Linked DNA regions of Mus musculus: all the other regions are linked to region 1. A link is a contact called in public ChIA-PET, Micro-C and promoter capture Hi-C data. All regions are on one chromosome and are shown on one strand. The core of a region is the stretch at or near the end of the contact, and the rest is flanking DNA. Distances in the headings are between cores, read along the strand shown. Region 1 holds the start of Pigu (phosphatidylinositol glycan anchor biosynthesis, class U). Region 2 holds the start of Gss (glutathione synthetase). Region 3 holds the start of Itch (itchy, E3 ubiquitin protein ligase). Region 4 holds the start of Acss2os (acyl-CoA synthetase short-chain family member 2, opposite strand).

Evidence for each region. Promoter capture Hi-C pulls out the DNA fragments that hold promoters and counts their contacts. Hi-C and Micro-C count contacts between places; a contact is called where the count stands out from the background. ChIA-PET counts read pairs in DNA pulled down with a chosen protein or histone mark.
Region 2: a contact with region 1 is called in a Micro-C map of muscle stem cells, with 4 times the contacts expected there. The contact joins the promoter of Gss here to the promoter of Pigu in region 1. A contact is called at or near these places in 1 of 39 promoter capture datasets (neural stem cells), 1 of 484 Hi-C or Micro-C datasets (muscle stem cells), 5 of 115 datasets of contacts at active chromatin or transcription factors (embryonic stem cells, memory CD8 T cells, microglia and 1 more) and 1 of 9 other capture datasets (adipose tissue).
Region 3: an RNA polymerase II ChIA-PET map of effector CD8 T cells shows a contact between it and region 1, with 16 read pairs. The contact joins the promoter of Itch here to the promoter of Pigu in region 1. A contact is called at or near these places in 2 of 39 promoter capture datasets (hippocampal neurons and macrophages), 1 of 484 Hi-C or Micro-C datasets (CD4 T cells), 5 of 115 datasets of contacts at active chromatin or transcription factors (effector CD8 T cells, embryonic stem cells, memory CD8 T cells and 2 more) and 3 of 9 other capture datasets (adipose tissue, liver and macrophages).
Region 4: a promoter capture Hi-C map of hippocampal neurons shows a contact between it and region 1, with 2.5 times the contacts expected there. The contact joins the promoter of Acss2os here to the promoter of Pigu in region 1. A contact is called at or near these places in 2 of 39 promoter capture datasets (hematopoietic stem and progenitor cells and hippocampal neurons), 2 of 115 datasets of contacts at active chromatin or transcription factors (memory CD8 T cells and pancreatic cancer cells) and 1 of 9 other capture datasets (pancreatic islet).

The regions. Positions count from the first base shown.
Region 1 is chr2:155,355,918-155,359,393 of GRCm38.p6, forward strand. Pigu (phosphatidylinositol glycan anchor biosynthesis, class U) reads right to left here and starts at 1,507. Exons shown (of 12, transcript NM_001004721.1): 1 at 1,349-1,507. The coding sequence starts at 1,478. Mir695 (microRNA 695) reads left to right here and starts at 900; the gene lies at 900-1,008.
Region 2 is chr2:155,591,296-155,594,771 of GRCm38.p6, forward strand. Gss (glutathione synthetase) reads right to left here and starts at 1,515. Exons shown (of 13, transcript NM_008180.2): 1 at 1,399-1,515. Gssos2 (a long non-coding RNA gene) reads left to right here. Exons shown (of 5, transcript XR_001783522.2): 4 at 728-873; 5 at 1,157-3,231.
Region 3 is chr2:155,131,723-155,135,198 of GRCm38.p6, forward strand. Itch (itchy, E3 ubiquitin protein ligase) reads left to right here and starts at 1,759. Exons shown (of 25, transcript NM_008395.3): 1 at 1,759-1,863.
Region 4 is chr2:155,555,146-155,558,621 of GRCm38.p6, forward strand. Acss2os (acyl-CoA synthetase short-chain family member 2, opposite strand) reads right to left here and starts at 1,785. Exons shown (of 4, transcript NR_040613.1): 1 at 1,654-1,785; 2 at 358-475. Acss2 (acyl-CoA synthetase short-chain family member 2) reads left to right here. Exons shown (of 18, transcript NM_019811.3): 8 at 709-846; 9 at 1,188-1,358; 10 at 1,633-1,766; 11 at 1,952-2,084; 12 at 2,165-2,221; 13 at 2,404-2,484; 14 at 3,446-3,476.

The DNA.
Region 1 (3,476 bases), core at 257-2,756:
CACAAAGCAGACTTCTAGGATGCTGATGTGTTTGAGCTAGGTGCTGGCTATCCATGTGTATGTATGTGTGTATATATGTATGTGTGCATATATGTATGTGTGTATATATGTATGTGTGTATATATGTATGTATGTATGTATGTATATATGTATGTAGGTTCTGTTTTGTTTAAAGACTTAAACTTGATCTAGACAGATGGTTCAGGGGATAAGAGCACTCAATGTGCAAACATGAAGATCTGAATCTAAATTCCCAGCACCCCTGTCAAAAGACCCAAAATAACCATTGCCTGAGATGCCTGTAACTCCAGCATTGGGAGGATTGTAGGAGTGGAGACCGGCAGAAACCCCCGGGGGTGGGGGCATACAGCCCAATTGAAATAGCTTCAAGTTCAAGTAGACCCCATCTTAGGAAATAAAGGGTAGAGTAATACAGAAAGACACCAGACATCCTCCTTTGGCTTCTGAACACACACCACAAGCACACACAACCCCCGCCCATACACACACAAGTAATAATGACAATAAATAAATAAATAAATAAATAAATAAATCAAACTGTAGCCCCAACCTAACCCACATCTTTTTCTGCTCTGAATATTTCACAACCTCGGGTATTTCTTGATCCTTTGCAACCTTAAAGTCCTCTTTTTTCTAATCTTTTCCCAAACCTGGTCCTTCATTCATTCATTCCGGAAAAGGGAAGGCAGTTTACTCAGGGTCAGACACTAAGGAAGTGACTATAGAAACTTGTTCGTCTCCTCTACTGTCCTGTGGCTCCTTCAGCTCAATCTCTGTCTTCTTGGAGGCGATAGTATGCAATAGGGTTTAATACACACACACACACACACACACACACACATACATACATATATTTAAAAAGCAAACTAAGAAAAACTTCACGAGGAATCCTAGATTGGGCATAGGTGACTGAAGTACACAGCTGCCTTTCTTACAAAGGCACTGGTTACCTTGGTCCTGGTCACCGGCTCGGCTATCTGCTACTCGGTGGAACACCCCCAGCAATCTCACTGTCAAAAGCTAACACTTCACAAGTCCCAATGCACACATCACCCTCGGATATCCATCCTTCCGCGGATCCCGCCGCCTGACTCGGGATACTGGGACACGCCCCCTCGGATACCCATCCCTAGGGTAGTGGGGCTCACACTCCACATCTCCTCCACACCCCATCCTCCACACCAAAGCTCCGCCCTCAGCTCGAAAAGAACCCCCAGACGCGGGTCAGTCTCCACAGAACCGTGCGCTTGTGTCCACCTCCTCCACCTCCAATTCAATTCACAGGCTGGCAGAGCGCCGACCGCCCTACTCTAGTCAGTGGCCTCACCTCTCTTCCAAGAGCTCAGTGGGGACACCACCTCCACCCTCTCGGAAATGAACTCGGCCAAACTGGAGCGAAACAAGGCCGCCCTCACGGTCACGGCCACCACAAGCACCAGGGCCAAGGGAGCCGCCATGATAACTGAGGCGGGCGCGCAGGCAATGCGGAAGAGCCTCAAGACTTGCGCGCCACACTGTAGTACCTCCGTGGAACGAGTGCCGTGGCTGTTGCTGGAGCACACAGACTTTAGGACTACCATTCCCAGAAAGCCCTGCGGCGAGTCGACGGAAAGTGGGATGTGTCAAACTTTTTGCAAAGGTTTGGACTACGCCTCTGATCAAGCAAGAGAAGTGAAGAAATATTGTACCTATTTTACTGAGATCGTGAGCAAAATTTAAAGAAATAATTTCACTCGTGTGAATATTTTAATGTTAAAATGTTTACCTTTATATTTTTAAAAAGTGCGACACTCGTATTTACTGAGCGCCAACCATCCTCAAGGCACTATATTGTGTGGCGAGGAAACACTTTGGAGTGGTTAATTATTAGCTTTGCGACCTTCAGCAAGTTATTTAACCGAGGGAGTCAGAGCAGGAACTCAAGGCAGGAGCTTGAGGCTAAAACCGCGGAAGAACCCTGCTTTTATAGACTTTCTCTTCTGCTCATGCTCAAACAGCTTTCATGCACAACACCAGCACACCTGCCCAGGGATGCTTCCTCCTCCGACAATGAACTGGGCCCTCTCACATCAATCAATTTTTCAAAATCAAGACAATTTCTCACAGACCAATCTGATGGAAGGCAATTTTTCAACTGAGGTTTCCTCTTCCAAAATGACCTTAGATTGTGTGAAGTTGAGAATAATAACCAGGACATGTACTGCAGCAAATTCTGTGTAGGATGCAGTTTTGCTTTTCTCAGTTCAGGTTGGTAGCTTGAAATCCCTCCAGGTGGGAGTGTGTACAGCTCAGAGATAAGCAAACATAACAAGTCAGGGGTTTGGAGAGCCCGTTGATAAGCGCCAACAGAGCCCGTTGATAAGCGCCAACAGTCGTTATGTATGAAAAGTGCTACATGGGTGCTTTAAAATTAGCTATAATAATTAATTATGCAAGAAATTTTTATATCCATGAAGAAAATGGAACAGTGCATCGATTGTATGACCATGGTTAACAAAAAGTATTGAATACTTCAAAATAGGGAGTAGAGGTTTTTGATTTTTCCTAGCACAGTAATGTTTGAAGTCATATGTCAGTTACCCTATGATTACTTGTATACTGTATTGGGTTATCATACTGTACCCCAGTTAAAAAGGAAAAACTATATTTTTAGAAAAATAAAATAAAATAAAATAAAATGCATAATTGAGAATATCCATGGGGAAGGGAGGAATGCTGGTGACAGAACAGGGTGACATTTTAGATGAGAACGGCAGGATGCCTTCTCATGGTTTCCAAGCAGAGGGGACAGCCTCGGAGTCAGGAAACAACAAATATAAATGAGAATCAGGAAAGACAGCCGGAGAGAAGGCTCAGCCCTCAAAGGCTAGGCTCACAACCAAAAGGATAAGAGGATCAGCGAAAAACTGAGTGTGGGCCAAGGAGGAGAAGAACATCTCTTGCGGAAGGAGACACACATGAGAGGCAGGCAGGGGCAAGTGACTGTAGTTAACAATTTGGGGATTATCCAAACTATGTGTCATTGGAAAGTTTTATTTTCATTTTGAGTTATTTTGGTTTTTAGACACTGGGACTTTATTATAGCTCAGACAAGCCTTGAATTCATTGTGTATCTGAAGATGTCTTTGAAAGCCTGATCCTCCTATCTCTCTCTGCCTTCTCAGCATTGAGATGGCCGGCTTGTGCCACCACACCTGGCCTTTTTTGTTTGTATTTCTGTGTTTTGAGATGGGGTCTTGTCATGTACTCCCTGGCTGACCTAGCAATCTCTATGTGATTTCAAGTGTGTGTTGTTGTTGTTGTTGTTGTTGTTGTTATTGTTAAGATTTATTTATTTATTTTATGTATATGAGTGCTGTTTTCATGCACACCAGAAGAGGGCATCACATTCTGTTACAGATGGTTGTGAGCCACCATGTGGTTGCTGGGACTTGAACTCAGCACTTCTGGAAGAG
Region 2 (3,476 bases), core at 265-2,764, 240 kb after region 1:
CATTTGCAGCTTGCTGGTTAGTGAATGCGAGTGAGCTCCAGGTTCAGTAAGGCCCTGTCTTTAAAAACAAAAAAAATAAGGTAGAGGGCGAAGGAGGGGGCTAGCAGGTAAAGAGCTCAGACCCCCAATTATGCACATAAATCCTGGGCAGATAGTGAGCAGGCTATAATCCCAGAGGTGCAGAGAGGAAGTGCACTGATCAGGGAAGACACCTGATGCTCAGGGCACCCTCACATACAAACACTGACAGCACATCTGCATCTCACACACACACATACATACACACACACACACACACACACCAGTGTTTGGGTGTCCATGCATATTCATGAACAAAAACACTATACTAGTAATAACTAGACAATGCTAACTGGGCCCCTTGTTTTCCTTTCTACAGATTTAACTGTTCTGTGACTTGTTTGGCTGGTGACACTCAAGTTTGTATTTACACAGCAAGTTCTTTCCTGGTTTTCAATCTAGAACACTCCTCCTGCTCCCTGGGGCGGTCCTCCTCTAATGAGTCTCACCCTGACATCCCAGCCTCACGTGCACTTTTCTCTTACAGCCCATTTCTTCCAGTCCTGTGGATTCTGCTGACTAAATGCAGCGCTTTGAATTCCCTCATGTCTGCCTCTACTGCCAACCCACTCCTCTTCCTGGGCACTTTCAGAGTAGTAAAGGCATCTTAAGTGACTAAAACACACCAGCCTCTCTCTCTTACTTTCAGATCTTGGATGATGACGCTTTCCTGCTTTCCTCGCTTTCCTGCTTTCCTCGTGGCTTAAAGGTTCTCCCACTGAGCTACATCCCCAGCCTCTGTACCCCCAACTCTTGATTCTGTTTTGGAAGCCATCGCCGGATTTCTCTGTCCAGGTTCGTACCTCTATCATAAAAATAGCATTTGCCTTGATACTTCATTGAAGGTTAAATAAGTAAGTGGTGAATGAATCACGAAAAACTTTAAAACGCCCACACAGAAATCCCGTTGGACTTTAATCCCCTGGGCGAGGCGAGTGCGGGCTCAGGGCCTCGGGCTACAACACAGTCGCTTGTCCTGTCTTGTCCCCGTGATGGGCCCCGTCCGCTCCCCATCCCTAGACAAAGTTTGTTCCTGATCTCTCCCAGTTTTTGATGGTGGCTTGTTTATTTTCCCTAGAACTCTGGCTCTAGCCTCGCTAACAGTGTCCGAGCTGGGAACCGGCGATCTGGAAATCTAGGTTCAGCACGCCCAGCACAAGCCCCTCACTGGACACAAGTTTCCCGGTGCTCGCCGCGTTCCCAGCCACCGCGTCATCTGCCCGCTCGCCGCGTTCTAATCGCTCTCAGACCCCTCCCTCACCGCTCTCCTCCCAAGGAAACTTGACCCTCGCCAGCCGCCGTCGCGAAGCCCCGACTTACTCGCTCGTTGTCCAGCTGCTCGCCAAGCTCAAACTCCGCACGCCGTTACCCGGGCTCGGGGGGCGGGGCTTCGGTACGACCCAGTGCGCCTGCGCAGACCGCCCCGCAAGGCTAAAGAGGAGGGGTGGGGAAGGAGCCCTGTGTTTATGGAACTGGACGGCGGCCGGGAAGGGGCATTACATGAGCAGTGACCTGGGCTTTAAGGAATACGTCGGTACTCTAGGGAGAGCCTTGGTTGTGGCTACAACGGCGGGATGCTACCTGTTAGCTTAGTTCCCAGAGAGTTAGAGCTAGTGGCACGCTGTGAGATGGGGACACTCAAAGGCAGAAGAGAGCGTCGCATCCTCTGGGAACCCAGAGCAAAAGTTCTCTTAGCCACCCCTGTCTTCAGCCCCCATGGGGCTGTTTGTAAATATGCAAGTTCATTATCCTCTTCCCTCTATACAGACCCCTCATCCTCTGGCAACCTACAGTAATTTAACTTTGTTTTCCCTAGACTGTGAGAGGTTGATTCAAAATCTGAGTTATCTTGTATTAGTCAGGGTTCTCTAGTCACAGAACTTATGGGTAGTCTCTATATAGTGAGGGAATTTGTAGATGACTTACAGTCTGTAGTCCAACTCCCCAACAATGGTCAACAGCAGCTGTGAATGTCAGTCCAAGGATCTAGCTCAGTCCCACAAGGCAAGCAGGGCAAAGAAGAGCTAATCTTCCTTCTTCCAATGTCCTTATGTAGGTCTCCATCAGAAGGTGTGGCTCAGATTAAAAGTGTGTGCCTGGATCTGGGACTTGCTTTGTCCCAGATGACCTTAAACTCAGAGGTCTCCCTGTCTTAATCTTCTGGAATTCATAGTCACTAGGCCTCAAGATCTCCATGCCAAGATCCAGGTCAGAAACTTGTATCTCCCAGTCTCCAGATTAGGATCACAGGTGAACCTTCCAATTCTGGATTGTAGTTCATTCCAGATATAGTCAAGTTGACAATCAGGAATAGCCACTATATATACCTGATTTTAAAAAAAGATGTTCCTTTCTGATAAAAATTTTCCTGAAATGAATGTATCTGATCAAACCCTAGGGAATTATGCCTAAGATAGCAAACTCCTAATTGGTTTGGTGTAAATAAAAGGTGGGCTCTAGAGTGTGGGGCAGGCTGTTAAGAGCTGGCCTCAGGAAGAAACCTTGAGGCTGGAGATTTAGCAGAGACAAGACGCCATTCTATATATTAGGTACAGACAGACATGATCCAGAGTTAGCTGTAAGTTGGTGAGGCTCCAAGCCATCGCTGTGAAGGGAAAAAAGGGGAGGGGGAATGTCAAATTGAAGAGAGATTTATGAAGGAGAATTTCTACTGACTGTAAATCAGTGGCCTAACCCAGGGACCAAAATCCTTCCAACTCTTTAGATAAAGCAGGTGCCTCTCTCCAGTCTAGGAAGGACAGCCCTCCAGATGTCTCGTATGAATGGGACAGAGTTGGCAGGGAGGTGATCTGGCTGTTGCCAGAATAATGTTTGTGGTCTGATACCTTTTTCTTATTGCTTCTATAATGACCAGGTAGGAAGCAGCTGCCCCGACTGACAGACAAAAGTCACTGTATTAACCAGAGGTAAAGGTAGCTATTTCTGGTACTAAATGAATTACAGTACGCAGGGAGTAAGTGCTGGCTTGTACCTTTAATTCCAGCCTTTGGAAGGCAGAGGCAGGAGGATCTCAGTGAGTTCTAGACCAGCCTGGTTTACATAACCAGTTCCAGGCCAGCCAGAGTTAGTTAGATCTTATCTCAAAACCAAAACAAACAAAAATGAAATTATAATAAAAACAAAAGCACCAAGGCCCAGGACTCTCTATACAGCTTCCTTTCTTCTAAGATGGATCAGCAATGGTCTATCTGGTGATTATGGGTGACATTTGGGGAGGACCCAGATGTTAATGGCCCTTTGGCTGGGTCTCCTCACATTGTGGGAGGTGAAGTGGCTTCATTTCTGTTTTGTAGATATGGCAGCTGAGCCTGAGAGGTGATCTAACTTGTCCAAAGTGACCTGGTTGATAATAAGAGGGAATGAAGGACTTGCCATCC
Region 3 (3,476 bases), core at 509-3,008, 220 kb before region 1:
AGTTCCTAGAAGTTGTCCTCTGACCTCCACACTTATAAAAATAAATAAAATAGAAATGCAAAACCCATGTAGGCAAGCTGAGTGTGGTAATTCATGCTTGTAATCTCATTACTGGGAAGGTTGAGCGTGAAGCATCCTGAGCATGAGGCCAGTCTGAGTTAGTTAGTGAGAATTTGTCCCCTAAATAAAGAAAAAACTGTAGATAAAGATTATCTGGAACTAGATGACTTGGCTTGGAACCTTGGTTTCTGTGTTAGTGATCTTGGGCCAATTAATAATTTCCTTTATATTCAGTTGTTTTCTGTACAAAATAATAAAGTAACAAAATATATTTATAATATTTGTTAAAATATCTTATAGTATGCCCAGTGACAAGAATCATCTGGGATGCTAGTTTAAAAAACAAAACAAAACGAAACAAGAAACCAACCCAGATTCTCCTAGAGCACACCACTCTCTCAATATTGGGGATAAAATCTTGGGCCTCATCAATGCTATGTAAGTATCTACTAGTGAGTTACATCTTGAGCCAACTCTTACAGCTTAATCCCTAATGTGGCAAACATTGGCTGGAAGTGCAGAAGAACTTTTAAATACTTAAACACACCAAACCAAAACTAAAAAACAAAAACAAAATCCCAAAAACCCAAACCCAGGGTTTCACCACGTAACCTCGGTTGGTCTAGAACTCTCAAGATATTTGGACATGGCTAGCCTTGAACCCACAGAGATCCATTTGTCTCTGTCTTCTAATGGAACCTGAAGCTTGCTGTGTGGTCTAGGGCGTTGACTAGGGAGCTCCTATGTCTGCCCACCACTGTTAGGGGTCCGTTGGTGCCAGCTTTTATATGAATGCTGGGGTTTCAAACATCCTTGTGCTTGCATGGCAAGAGCCTTTACCCACTGAACCATCCTCCCAACTCAGAATCTTTTTTGTTTAATAAACTCAGCACATAATTCATAATATGGTAGTTTCAAAGGTATTTCGAAAAGTTTAAGTGACTTTCTAGATAGTTTCCTTACGAGGAAACAGGATAAACAATAATAGCAAAGTTTGCTAATTATCACGTGCCTCTATTATTACCACTGCACAGCCTATTAATTCGGTAGGATTAGATGTGTTTTGCCTGGGTTAAGAAGTTTAATTTAAGCATCTGAAAAGGTAACCAATGGCATCTTTCACATAGTTTTGTTGTAAACGTTTAGAAGTATGCTTTTCAGTTTTTATAACTCATGCCGCCTTGGCGCTGTCAAGCTGTCACCCTCCTAAGAACTTCCTGTCAAAAGGTGGAGAAAGGAGAATTTGAACCCAAACAGTGTAACTCCAGAAGGATAGAACCGGCACAGTGCTTCATAAATTGTGATTCCTGCTGTTAGGAGTATCAGGAGAGAACTTGATAAAAATGCAGATTATAAAGCAACCCCTATTCCATCCCAGATCTACTGAGTCAGAAACTGGCGGTGGAGCTCAGCAGTCTGTTTTTAAAAGCTGTTCAAGTGATTCTGAGACACGCTAGCATTTGGTAACAGTCTTTAGAGGTCCTGGCGGGGAAGAAGGGGTCAAAAGGAAGGAACGAAAGAAGAAAGGAAAGAAGGGAGAAAGGAAAGGAGAAAGGAAGGAAGAAAAGAAAAAAGCCTTGGAGATGTAGAGAGCAAGGCTTAGTGTCCACTTCACCTGGAGGTGAGGAAAAATGATTTAGGAGGCTGGCGCGCAAGGCCTGCTGGGGCCTGTAGTCCGGACTGCGCCGAGGAGGCCGCGCCTGCGCACTAGGTGTGAAGTAGCTCTAGTCGCTGTAGTCGGGGCTCGGGACCGGCTGCCATCTTAGCGGAGGGACTGAGGAGTCGTCGCCGCCCCGAGTCCCGGTAAACACGCGCAGGCAGACTGGGGTCATTTCTGTGGCTTGGAGGGAGTTTGGATGAAAAGGCATGGGGAATGCGAAGGGTAGAGGAGTGTGGCGCTCGAGTCTGGACCTAGAGCCGGGGCTGCTCTTCCCGCAGCCGGTGTCCGTGGGGGGCGCCCGGAGAGCCGGCTGGTGGCCCGAGCCGAGTGGCGGGTGGGTCAGCAGGTCGAGCCGAACTGCTAGTGCTTGGCCTAGGCGTCCGGAGCCTGTAGGCCCGCGAGCCCCAAGTTGGGAGAGAGCCGAGCCGCGGCGGACGTGGGCAGGGTCCAGCCCCGCGCCCCGCTGCCGCGCCCGGGGGTTCCTCTCCCGCGGCCCGGCCTACGCGCGGGGCCCGGTGGCAGCGGCCCGCCCGCGCGACGTGGCCCTTTGAGGGGCGGCGGCCGGGCCCACCTGCCACCTGGCAGGCTCCCCCCGAGACTTTTCCAAGCTCCCACTCGCAGAGGACCTTCCCCAGTGACTGCTTCCCCTTCTGTCTTGTACTTCCCTCCTCCCTCCATTGTCCCCACTCATGGTGGTCCCGGCCCAGGCCGGCGCCACCGACTTTTGCAGACGTGGAGCTGTCACAGCCCTTTCTACCGAGAGCGTACTTTTCTTGAGCAAAGAAAAAAGTAGAGGTGAGCGCATTTGAAAGGTGGAAGCCCAATGAGGGCAGGACTTTTAAATAGAAGACTTGAGTTTTGAGACATAGTTCCCGGCTGCAACTTCAAGAGAGAAAAAAAATATATAAGGGTCAGTGCACCCGAAGTAGGCATTGGGCCTAAAGTTAGAGATGTGACCAGGTGACTTGCAAAGTACCCCAAATTCACAGTTCCCCACTCGCTTGTTTTCTTGGCTGTGTTAGAATCCTAATCCTGTTGAGACTTCTGTTCCTCTTTAAGCTGCAGTGAACTTGTTCTAAAGGGGGCAGTGGGGAGAAGAGGGAGGTTTTCTTCTTCACAGTTGACAGAACACCATCTAGCCACCCATCATCATTCTCTTAAGTGGGTGGTTCTCCTGTATCCTTATCTTAAGAAAGTAGGTAAAGGCTGTGTATGTTCACTCCCAGGATTGGCAGAGGGCTTGGTTCTCATCTGAAATAAAGTCTTTTGGGGGCAAGTTTGAGATTCAGCCTTGTGTATCACAGGGTTACCTAAGGCTTAATTTTGCAGGTTTAAAAAAGATTGAAATTTTCTTTTGAACAGTGAATATACTTTGTATGTGTGAGTTCAGGAATTCAAACTTCAGATGTCAACAAGGATATATATACTATGAATCCAAAAGCAAGTGCCTAATACTTTTTACTGTATTCTAGAGTAAATTCTACATTCTTTAAAACAAACAAACAAACAAACAAAACAACAACAAAGATTTACTTAAGAGACAGACTGATCCATGGTCCCAAGGTTTGGCCATTAGTGTAATTACAAGAGCTTTTAATTTTTTTGTTTTTGTTTTGAGACATGATTTGCTCTGTATCGCTGACTGGACTAGAACACACTGTGTGTAAACCTAGGCTGGCATCAAACGTCATTCTGTCTTCCTGCCTCTCCCTCCCAAGTGCTGGGATTATAGGTGCTTAACCAACAGAGTGGGCTC
Region 4 (3,476 bases), core at 535-3,034, 200 kb after region 1:
GACACAAGAGAGAAACTCCTGGGCGGGAGGCTTCTAAAAACATAGGAAAAAATTCCTGAACCCAAATCTGTTCTCTTGCTATTAACAGAATTAAGCTCTCCTCACCTGTAGGCAGTGACTAATTTTGTTTTTCTGAATTGTGTGGTTGTTTACATTCCTGCTGATGTGCCACCAGTCCAATAGTGTGTGTATGTGTGTCTTCAGGCTGTGTATGCCTAGTTATTTATCCAACAAAAATGTCTTTTGAGTGTCGAATACATTACTAGGTGCTAAGGCTGTGGGGGAAATACAGCTATGCCACCACCTTCCTAGAGGTCCCTGACTAGTTGGGGAAAATAATAATCAAGAAGAAAATACCTGAAAATATGTGTTGTAGGGAATAAACCAGGTGTGATGAATAATAACAACAGGAGGGATGGGGGTGTCAGCTACTGTTCAGGGGAGTCTTCTAAGAAGGTAGCATTTGAGCTGAGAGCTGCAAGACACGAAGGAGCCAGAAAGTGGCATTCTTCAGAGTAAGCCAGGTAAGCAGGAGTCTGGGGTAGAGGAAGAGCGAGAATGGCAGAGTGATCAGTTCTCTCTGCCCCATTGTACCCATGAAGGCCCCTCCCTTTCCTTTACCCCTACATGTAGGGCCTTAACCTCCAGGTACCAGGTAGGCTGTCCCTGCCTCACAGTTCTTCCCTGCCCATTCCTGTCTTCCCCCAGATCTGCTGGAACGAAGGGGTTGACTTATGGTGGCATGAACTCATGCAGCAGGCAGGAGACGAGTGTGAGCCTGAGTGGTGTGATGCTGAGGACCCACTCTTCATCTTGTACACCAGTGGCTCCACAGGCAAACCTAAGGCAAGTGTGTGTGTGTGTGTGTGTGTGCATGTGTGTATGTAAAGGTGAGAAGCGAGTCTCCAAGGAAGCTTGGAGTGACCAACAGAAACAGTAGAATGAGTACTGGGAATTCGAGTGATAATGGGTGACTCAGATACACAACCTAAGAATGTGAGTGCTCAGTATACTTATGTGACATCAGGGTGTGGTAAAGGAGATTGAAGCGAGACAGATGCTGTGAAAGGGCATTGGAAAAATTAAAATCTTTAAGAAGGATCTTTTTCCAGCTCTGTGCAGGCTCTATTTGTTGGTCAGTAGAGGAGGACACACAACCCCAGCCTGAGGCCCCATTCTCCCCACAGGGTGTGGTGCACACAATTGGAGGCTATATGCTCTATGTGGCTACAACTTTCAAGTATGTGTTTGATTTCCACCCGGAAGATGTGTTCTGGTGCACAGCAGACATCGGCTGGATCACTGGTCATTCCTATGTCACCTATGGGCCACTGGCTAATGGTGCCACTAGTGTTTTGGTGAGATGGGAGCTGGGCATAGACAAAATTCTCCTGGGTGACCATTTCCCAAAGCTTCTTAGTCTAAAGAAGGGAAACTTATACAGGAACCCACTTCCTGGAGAAAGAGGAATTTTGAGGGGTTGTGTATCCTACTACGATGTTTCTTGACTTGTGTGGTCAGAGGGTAAAGATACAGTTGGTCATAAAGGGTGAATCCTGAACGTGAGGGAGTGGTAGGGAATGGAAAGACTATTGGGAAGAGCCCAAAATAACCAGATCTCATTCGGGTCAGTTTGAGGGGATCCCCACATACCCAGATGAAGGGCGCTTGTGGAGCATTGTGGACAAATACAAGGTGACCAAGTTCTACACGGCACCAACAGCCATCCGGATGCTCATGAAGTTTGGAGATGATCCTGTCACCAAGTAAGACCCTTCCCCATCTGTTGTCCCATAGGTGTCCTTCAGAGCTGAGCACGGTCCTTTGTGATGTTTTCTTCTATTGTCCCAACTTCCTGGGATAGGGGAGGGGCAAAGGAACTCTGACTGCATGTGCATTTTGGCTCCTAGTGGTTCTCAGAATTTTCCTCTCTTCCACTCTCCTGCTCAAGGCATAGCCGGGCATCCCTGCAGGTGCTGGGCACAGTAGGTGAACCCATCAACCCTGAAGCCTGGCTATGGTACCACCGGGTAGTAGGTTCCCAGCGCTGCCCCATTGTAGACACCTTCTGGCAAACAGAAACAGTGAGTAAGGGATTCAGGAGGCTAGGGATTAGGGACAGTGTAGGAAAAGAGATTCAATTCCTGACCTCTGACTTCCACAGGGTGGCCATATGCTGACCCCTCTCCCTGGCGCCACACCCATGAAACCTGGTTCTGCTGTGAGTAAAGTGCTTCTTCTGGTCCTAGGCTTGGCAGGGATAGGATGTGGGGGTGTTAGCCTATTAGAGTAGGGTTCTGGCCTGAGAGCTGGGAGGAATTTGGGGCTCTGGGGCTCTGTGTGAAGCTGAGACAGAGTTGCCTCATTTTTCCTTCTTGGATTGCGCCTCTCATTTGCTTTCAGTCTTTCCCATTCTTCGGTGTAGCGCCTGCAATCCTGAATGAGTCCGGGGAGGAGCTGGAAGGGGAAGCTGAAGGTTATCTGGTGAGAATCTGGCATCTTTGGGAGAAGAAAGCATCTGCTAAGGATACTTTGTTTTAGAGTTTATAACCTTATCTTCCCTGGTAGTTGCTAATACTGTTGAGAGTTTGTCCTCTGCTGAGAAACACCCAAGATTCGTGATGATAAATTTTTGGAGTCAGGAGAACTTAGTCTTAATCCTTCCCTTGATGTCCATTTTTAGAAAAAAGAGTCTTTGTACCTTAAAGACTAATCATGTAGGCTCTGGAGTCAGCCTGCCTGTATTCAGACCCTGATTTTCTGTGACTTCAGATAAGCTGTTACCTATTGTCTTTGAATGTAATTTAAGTCTTTAAAAAATAGTACTTTTATCTCCTACATTTTATTAAATTAGATAATCCATACAAAAGGGTTAGTCTGGAACTGCATAGTTAGTGTTCTTAAATGTTAGCTGCTGCTGTCTTTGTGGCTAGTACCTGTCAGATCTCAATCTCATTTCCCTTTTCCAAAATCACATTAGTAACAAAGGCAGGAATCTAAGCTTTCTAACTCAATCTAGAATTCTGCTGGCACAGAATTCTTTTGATTAGAAATTATTTATTCACTAATATAGCTTCCATTTTATATGATTTGTTTGTACCTAATTGAACCTGCTTTCCTAATTACCCAAAAGAAACTCAAATTTTCTAGATATTTGTTACTCACAGAACACTGTGCTAGACAATTTTTCACATACTAGTAATTTAATCCTTAGGATTTGTTATTTACAGATGAAGGTCCTGAAGTTCAGAGAAACAAAGTGACTTACCTGAGGCCATATAGAATCGGCCTTCTAAGCCAGGCTCACCTATTCCCAAAGCCTATACTTTGCATTACCTCTCAGGGGCGGCATTTAGGATATTTCCTGCATGTTTAACAATGCTATGTTTGTCTTCCTGTGAGACAGCCTAGAAGATGCGATCAATGTACCTTCTATATTCCCCAGGTGTTCAAGCAGCCCTGGCCAGGGATCATGC